Regions from separate parts of the Mus musculus genome. Here region 1 is linked to region 2. A link is a contact called in public promoter capture Hi-C data. All regions are on one chromosome and are shown on one strand. Each heading gives the region's core, a stretch centred on a gene start, on an enhancer-like site or on the middle of the called end of the contact. The rest is flanking DNA. Distances are from core to core; before and after follow the strand shown. Region 1 holds the start of Efhc1 (EF-hand domain (C-terminal) containing 1). Region 2 overlaps Paqr8 (progestin and adipoQ receptor family member VIII).

Region 1 (2,700 bases), core at 66-2,565, 39 kb before region 2:
ATGTGGAAATACATATGAAAGACCAAAGTTGGCATGGGTAGGCTGCATCAGGTAAGGGTCAGTCTAGCTAAGCGTCTTGCTTGGGTATTAAGGATCTGAACTCCACTCCTCTTATGAGAGCAGCAAGTGCTTTATCCTCTGAGCCACTTCCTTTTCACGAAGCTCCTGTTCTGTCTGGTTTGGATCTGCTGTCGTTTGGAGACAGTGACTAGCTATGTAGCCCAGGCTAGACTCAAATTGGCCACCCGTATGCCTCAGCTTCCTGAAAGCTGAGATTACGAATGTGCATCGCCACCCTGGACTTTATTTAATTTAATATTTAATTTCATCTAGATGATGACTATAAACAGTTGGGGCAAAGGAGTAAAATGCAATCTGAACGGGAGCCCTGTGTGTTGGCATGTCTTTAATCCAAGCAGTCTGCAGGCCGAGGCAGGTGGTTCTCAGGTTCAAGGCCAGCCTAGGCTGCAGACAAGATAAAACAACAACCTCCCCCCCCACACACACACACAGTCTGAAAATGAATCATGTGTGTAAGTACACACACACGGGCTACAGAAAGAGAAACATTAAGTGGTTCATTCCTATGGTTGAGACGGAAGAAATACAAGGAGAGGAGGAAGAATGCTTTACAGAGAAAAACTACAAGAAAACCAGCATGTGGGGGCGGCGGGAGGTGGGGGATTCAATTCTAGGGAAGGCTGTAGCTGGAGAGAAAAGTGACCCTTAACTCAAAAGGCCAGAGACTGGGGTGGGGACCCGTCAGGAAAGGAGTACGTGGAAAAGATGCATACACATAGAGGAAAGGGGTTGAAGGGCAGTGACCCTGAGGATTCAGAAGCGGTGAGACAAATCCAGAATGAGGCTGCTGTGGAGAGACGGTAGGAGAGGATGAAGGCGCTGAGTAGGGTTACAGTGCAGCTGGGGAGAGGCCTGGAGACAGCCTGGGGTAATCGGGCCAGAAGGCAGGTAGATGGGGCAGTAAAGAAAGAACAGGGCCACGGTGAGGACCCAGGAGGGTGAGTGGACTACCAAGAGGCCAAGCAAAATCGGCAGAGGCTGGGATGCGCGAGGACGACGGAGCCTGCGGAATGAAGGAGCGCAGAGGCGAGCCAAGTGGAGAACCCTTCGGGCTGGCCCTCACCGTGGAGTCTGTAAAGGACGAGCCCGGGAGAAAGGGCAGGCCGTGCACCGGGTTGGTCCCCATCGCTGCCCTGCAGCTGCCACCTCGGTTGCCTTTTGCCGCTCGGGTTACCCTGGCAACAAACTGCACTCGCGGGCCTCTCCAGACTCCCTGGTAACGCCAAACACACTAGTCGAGAGAGGGGAGGAGCGGCGGGGAGGAGGGGAGGATGTTAGGGGGCGGGGAAAGGGAGGCGGAGGCCAGGTCTGCGCCTGCGCACAGCACTACTGACTCTAGTGGCCACAGGACGTGGCTAATGGGTGTGGCAGAGGCGGCTCCGCCCCCTTTCTTTCCCATACTTTTCCCTTTCTCCTCAGCCCCCACTTCCTGGCTCCCAGAGGATGCAACCTAGGGGTGGGCTGAAGAAAGCGGATGTTCTTAGGCCTTGGCTCGCGCAGTGAGGTCTGGGATTGGACCACGTCCCTTTAGATCAGTTGTTACAAAGAAGTTCCTTGCTCCACGTTAGTCCTCCCAAGAGCTCAGGCACCCTTTCTCTGGGGAAAGAGCTGCTGTCCTAGTCCAGACACAATGTACAGTGGTTGCTCCCCAGTGAAAGCGCTAAATACTTCAGACTCATCAAATTATGAGGCAAGGGCTGTGGATTAGATTATAATCGACTGCATTTTCGTTGCTCAGACTTGATCCGATTTGAAGCCCCAGTCTTTCCACGGCTTCCTGGTCCCCTCTTAGCTATCTGTTCCACCGTAGATTCCTATAGATTGTGTGCTGAGGTCTCAGAACTTTACTGGGTATCTGTTGACTGAAAAGCTGGAGAGTGCCTACGCCTACCTTAGTCCTTGCTTTATAGCTATAGCATCAGTGATACATAAGAACCACAGAGGAAGAGAGAACCTTCAAAGAGAGACCGAGTCATGAGAAAGAAGTAATTCAGGGGAGTGAAATATTGTCAGGGTCATGTGTACTGCAGAGTATAGCATTTTCTGGACAACTTTTTTTTTTTCCTTTAAAAAAAAAGTGACCCCATTCCTGAAAGATCATCAGGAAAAGAAAGAAACCAAGAGTCTGTCAGCATGGGGAAATAAAAGGGAAGCTAAGATGCCCAGAGATTTTTTTCCATTATGTCTCAAATTTCCTAGGAGTTTGGTCTTTATAACATGTTTTCTGACCTAGGAATTTAGAGAAACGGTAGAGTAGTAAGCCTGAGGGAGAGTATCATGGGTCATTTGCTGCCACCAGTTAAGATGGCAGCTGCATTAGTCAGGGTTCCCTAGAGGAGCAGAACTGATGGAATGAATAAACACATTGATTGATGTTGGCTGTAGGTGCCGAAGTAAATAGAGAAGCTTACCAAGATGCTAAGCCTTCATTTTCTGAAGGGGCAAGAGGGTTCATCCTTCTTGGAAAAGGCTGGCATCCCGCTAGCTCACTCCAGTGACTTTGTTCAAATATTATACAAGCTTAATTGGGGCTGGGAAGGTTCTAGCTACCAAAGTTATCTTGCCTTTGCTGCCCATGAGAGCAGACGAGCCTTTTGATCACTGCTAGCTATAATCAAA
Region 2 (2,700 bases), core at 151-2,650:
ACACTATAGCTTCCACAGGAAATGTTTATGTCTCTGTTGTGAGGGAGGTTGAAAGGGTGGAGAGAAGAGGAGGGGATGGGGAGATGAATGGGATCGGGATGCAGGATGTGACATTCATAAAGAACCAATAAAAAGTAAAAGGAAGAAAGAAAGAAAGGAAGAAAGAAAAAGAGAGAGAGAGAAAGAAAGAAAGAAAGAAAGAAAGAAAGAAAGAAAGAAAGAGAGAGAGAGGAAGAGAAGGGAAGGAGGAAGGGAAGGGAAGGGGAAGGGAGGAAGGAAGGCATGAGAGGAAGAAAGGAAGGAACAGGTTGAAGGTGAGAGGAAGAGAGGAAAGAATTTTGTTTATAAACTAAAGGAAGTCAAACATTAGGTAGACTGGTTACCAAAAACTGGAGTAGGGACCATTTTCAAGGTTGGTGGAATATATTTTTCCAACTATGACCGTCATAGTGTGGAAAGGACACATGCTGAAAGAGCCTGTTTCTACCCCTCCCCATCCCTGCAGTGCAGTTTCAGAACCCCTGTCTAGAGAGCAGGATTGTGGGAGAGGCAAAGTCATTGGCCGCCCCTCGTGTGAACCTCCTCAGGGTCAGAATGTGGTGGCCCGGAAATCTTCCTGATTGCAGAGCAGAGATTCAAGCTGAGCCTACCATTTTCTTATCACATCTAGAAAAGTGATATCAAAACTGAGTTGTGGGAATCAGTTGAAGACTGCAAAGAAAGGGTGCCGGTCTCTTCCTAATTTCGTCATAAGTACAAAGTGTTGTCTTAAACAGTGGTAAGTTGATACCATTTACACTGGTCTCCTAAGTTCACCATAAAACACAACCAGGTCACAGAGTTTTCTAGGCGGCTCCTCGTTCCATGTCACATGATATATCAGGTAAAGAGTACCTGAAATAAGACTATCTGAGCTCCCTCCTTACTTAGATGGTGATAGAAGGTCAGACGAAGCTTTGCAAATCCCAAGGTTATGAGGGACTTACAATTCATACTGAAAATGAATGTTTTCTCAGCTCCCAGGAAGCCAAGCCTCCCCAGGCTCAATAACAACCTGAAAAACCAAGATAAAAAGAAAGAAACAAAGAAAAATCACACCTCTGGGGGTTTTTTTTTGTTTTGTTTTTTTTTTTTTTTTTTTTTTTTTTTTTGCTTCTAGGCTCCAGTTCAACTTTAGAAAGGGTCACAAGCATTTATCATTGCAGTCACCTGACCTGTGGTCTCAGGTGACATCTCATTAAAGCCAGTGCAGGTGCCACCTGAGCGCCTGGATTGTCTTTCTAACCAAGCTGAAAAGTGGCCAACCCCAGCTTCAACCTCAGCAACCTCCCAGTGACACTGCCTGAACGTTGTCTGCTCTTTGCCACAGCGCCCGCGCCCGCGCCCACGCCCACGGGCCCTGGAAGATTTAGTCTTAGATTAAGATCACCATGGCTGCCAGGAGATAAACAAGCCCTCTCAGGCCTTCCTCAGGCCTCCGCTTCTCGAGGAGCTACCCAGCCTCCCTCCTGATTTAAACCCAGCCTCCCTCCTGATTTAAAGCTGCTTGGCGCTCCACCAGGCACCACACTCTGCCCCGTTTCATTTCAGATTTACTCCTTGTAGCTTAATGTATTACTTTCCCTCTGTGTGTTCAAGTACACAAAATTTACCAGCTTAACCTCTTTGTCTTCATCCTGTCCTCCTCCTCATCTTTTCTTCCTCCTCCTCCTCCCCTTCTCCTCTCCCTCCCACTCCTCTCCTCTTCCTCCTCCTCTTCTGTCTTTTTCTCTCAACCTTGTTCCTTATTCTTCTTCCAGAGTCTCATTATTTAGCCCAGATGACCTCAAAACTCCCACACGGGCTGCTAAGCCCTGACATCACAGACATGCACCGCTGATTTCAGTGTCCCATCTCTTCCCTTCTCAGAATGTAGTTAAGCACACTCATTTGTCTAAACCACAACTCTTTCTCTCCTGCAAAACAAAGCCCATTATCTCCTGCTCAGGCCTCCCTCCTCTCTTCTCTCTGGCCCCTGGAAACTATTTTTTTGTTTTATGTACTGTTTTTGGGACTTCATATTCACGGACTCAAAATCTTTTTATAAGTGACATCTCTTTTTCTTTTTTTTTTCTTAGCACACTTTTTAATATATCTATGAAGTAAATCCTGGAAGATTAATTGCTAGGACTATATGCATTTAAACTACGATGACTGCAATTCTGTCTTCCAAAAATGATTGAGACAATTTATAATTCAACCAACAATATTTAAAAGTAGTTTGCTGGGAACATTAAGTCAAGGCAAAGGTACTTGACTCCAAACCGAATAACCTGAATTTAATCCTTAGCACATGGAGAGAACTGACCCCCACAAAGTGGGGCCTCTGCATGCTCCTCTCAGGACAAGTACACCCATATGTACACATACACGCTCCAGAGACAGAGATATGGACACACATACACAAATTAAAAGGAAAAAAAAAACCAGTTTTCTATATCCTTACCAAAGGAACATTTCAGCTTTTTATTGGGATTCAATGAATAGTATTACTTATAAGTGACATTTCACTTGGCACCACGTCCCCTGGTTTCAGCCATGTGTGTAGTATGTGTCAACACTTCTTTGAGGGTCAACATTGTGTGTGTACATCACGCTTTGTCTACATGTTTGTCTGTCAGTAGAGGAGTCATCCCACCCTTTTGGCTATTGAGAGTGAAG

The links. Promoter capture Hi-C pulls out the DNA fragments that hold promoters and counts their contacts.
Region 1: a promoter capture Hi-C map of embryonic stem cells shows a contact between it and region 2. The contact joins the promoter of Efhc1 here to the enhancer-like site in region 2. A contact is called at or near these places in 3 of 39 promoter capture datasets (the C10 cell line, the HPC-7 cell line and embryonic stem cells), 2 of 115 datasets of contacts at active chromatin or transcription factors (embryonic stem cells and memory CD8 T cells) and 3 of 9 other capture datasets (adipose tissue, liver and pancreatic islet).

The regions. Positions count from the first base shown.
Region 1 is chr1:20,950,241-20,952,940 of GRCm38.p6, reverse strand. Efhc1 (EF-hand domain (C-terminal) containing 1) reads right to left here and starts at 1,315. Exons shown (of 11, transcript NM_027974.1): 1 at 1,145-1,315. The coding sequence starts at 1,207. The region is part of intron 1 of Gm51618 (a long non-coding RNA gene); the gene reads left to right.
Region 2 is chr1:20,911,476-20,914,175 of GRCm38.p6, reverse strand. The region is part of intron 1 of Paqr8 (progestin and adipoQ receptor family member VIII); the gene reads right to left. Among named protein-coding and RNA genes, the nearest start is that of Gm24171, 2.7 kb to the left of the region's middle. Within about 2 kb of position 1,400, at least 63 of the 459 cell types and tissues checked have an H3K27ac peak or open chromatin away from gene starts, as enhancers often do. A contact at or near this core is called in the HPC-7 cell line, embryonic stem cells and memory CD8 T cells, where this site is marked.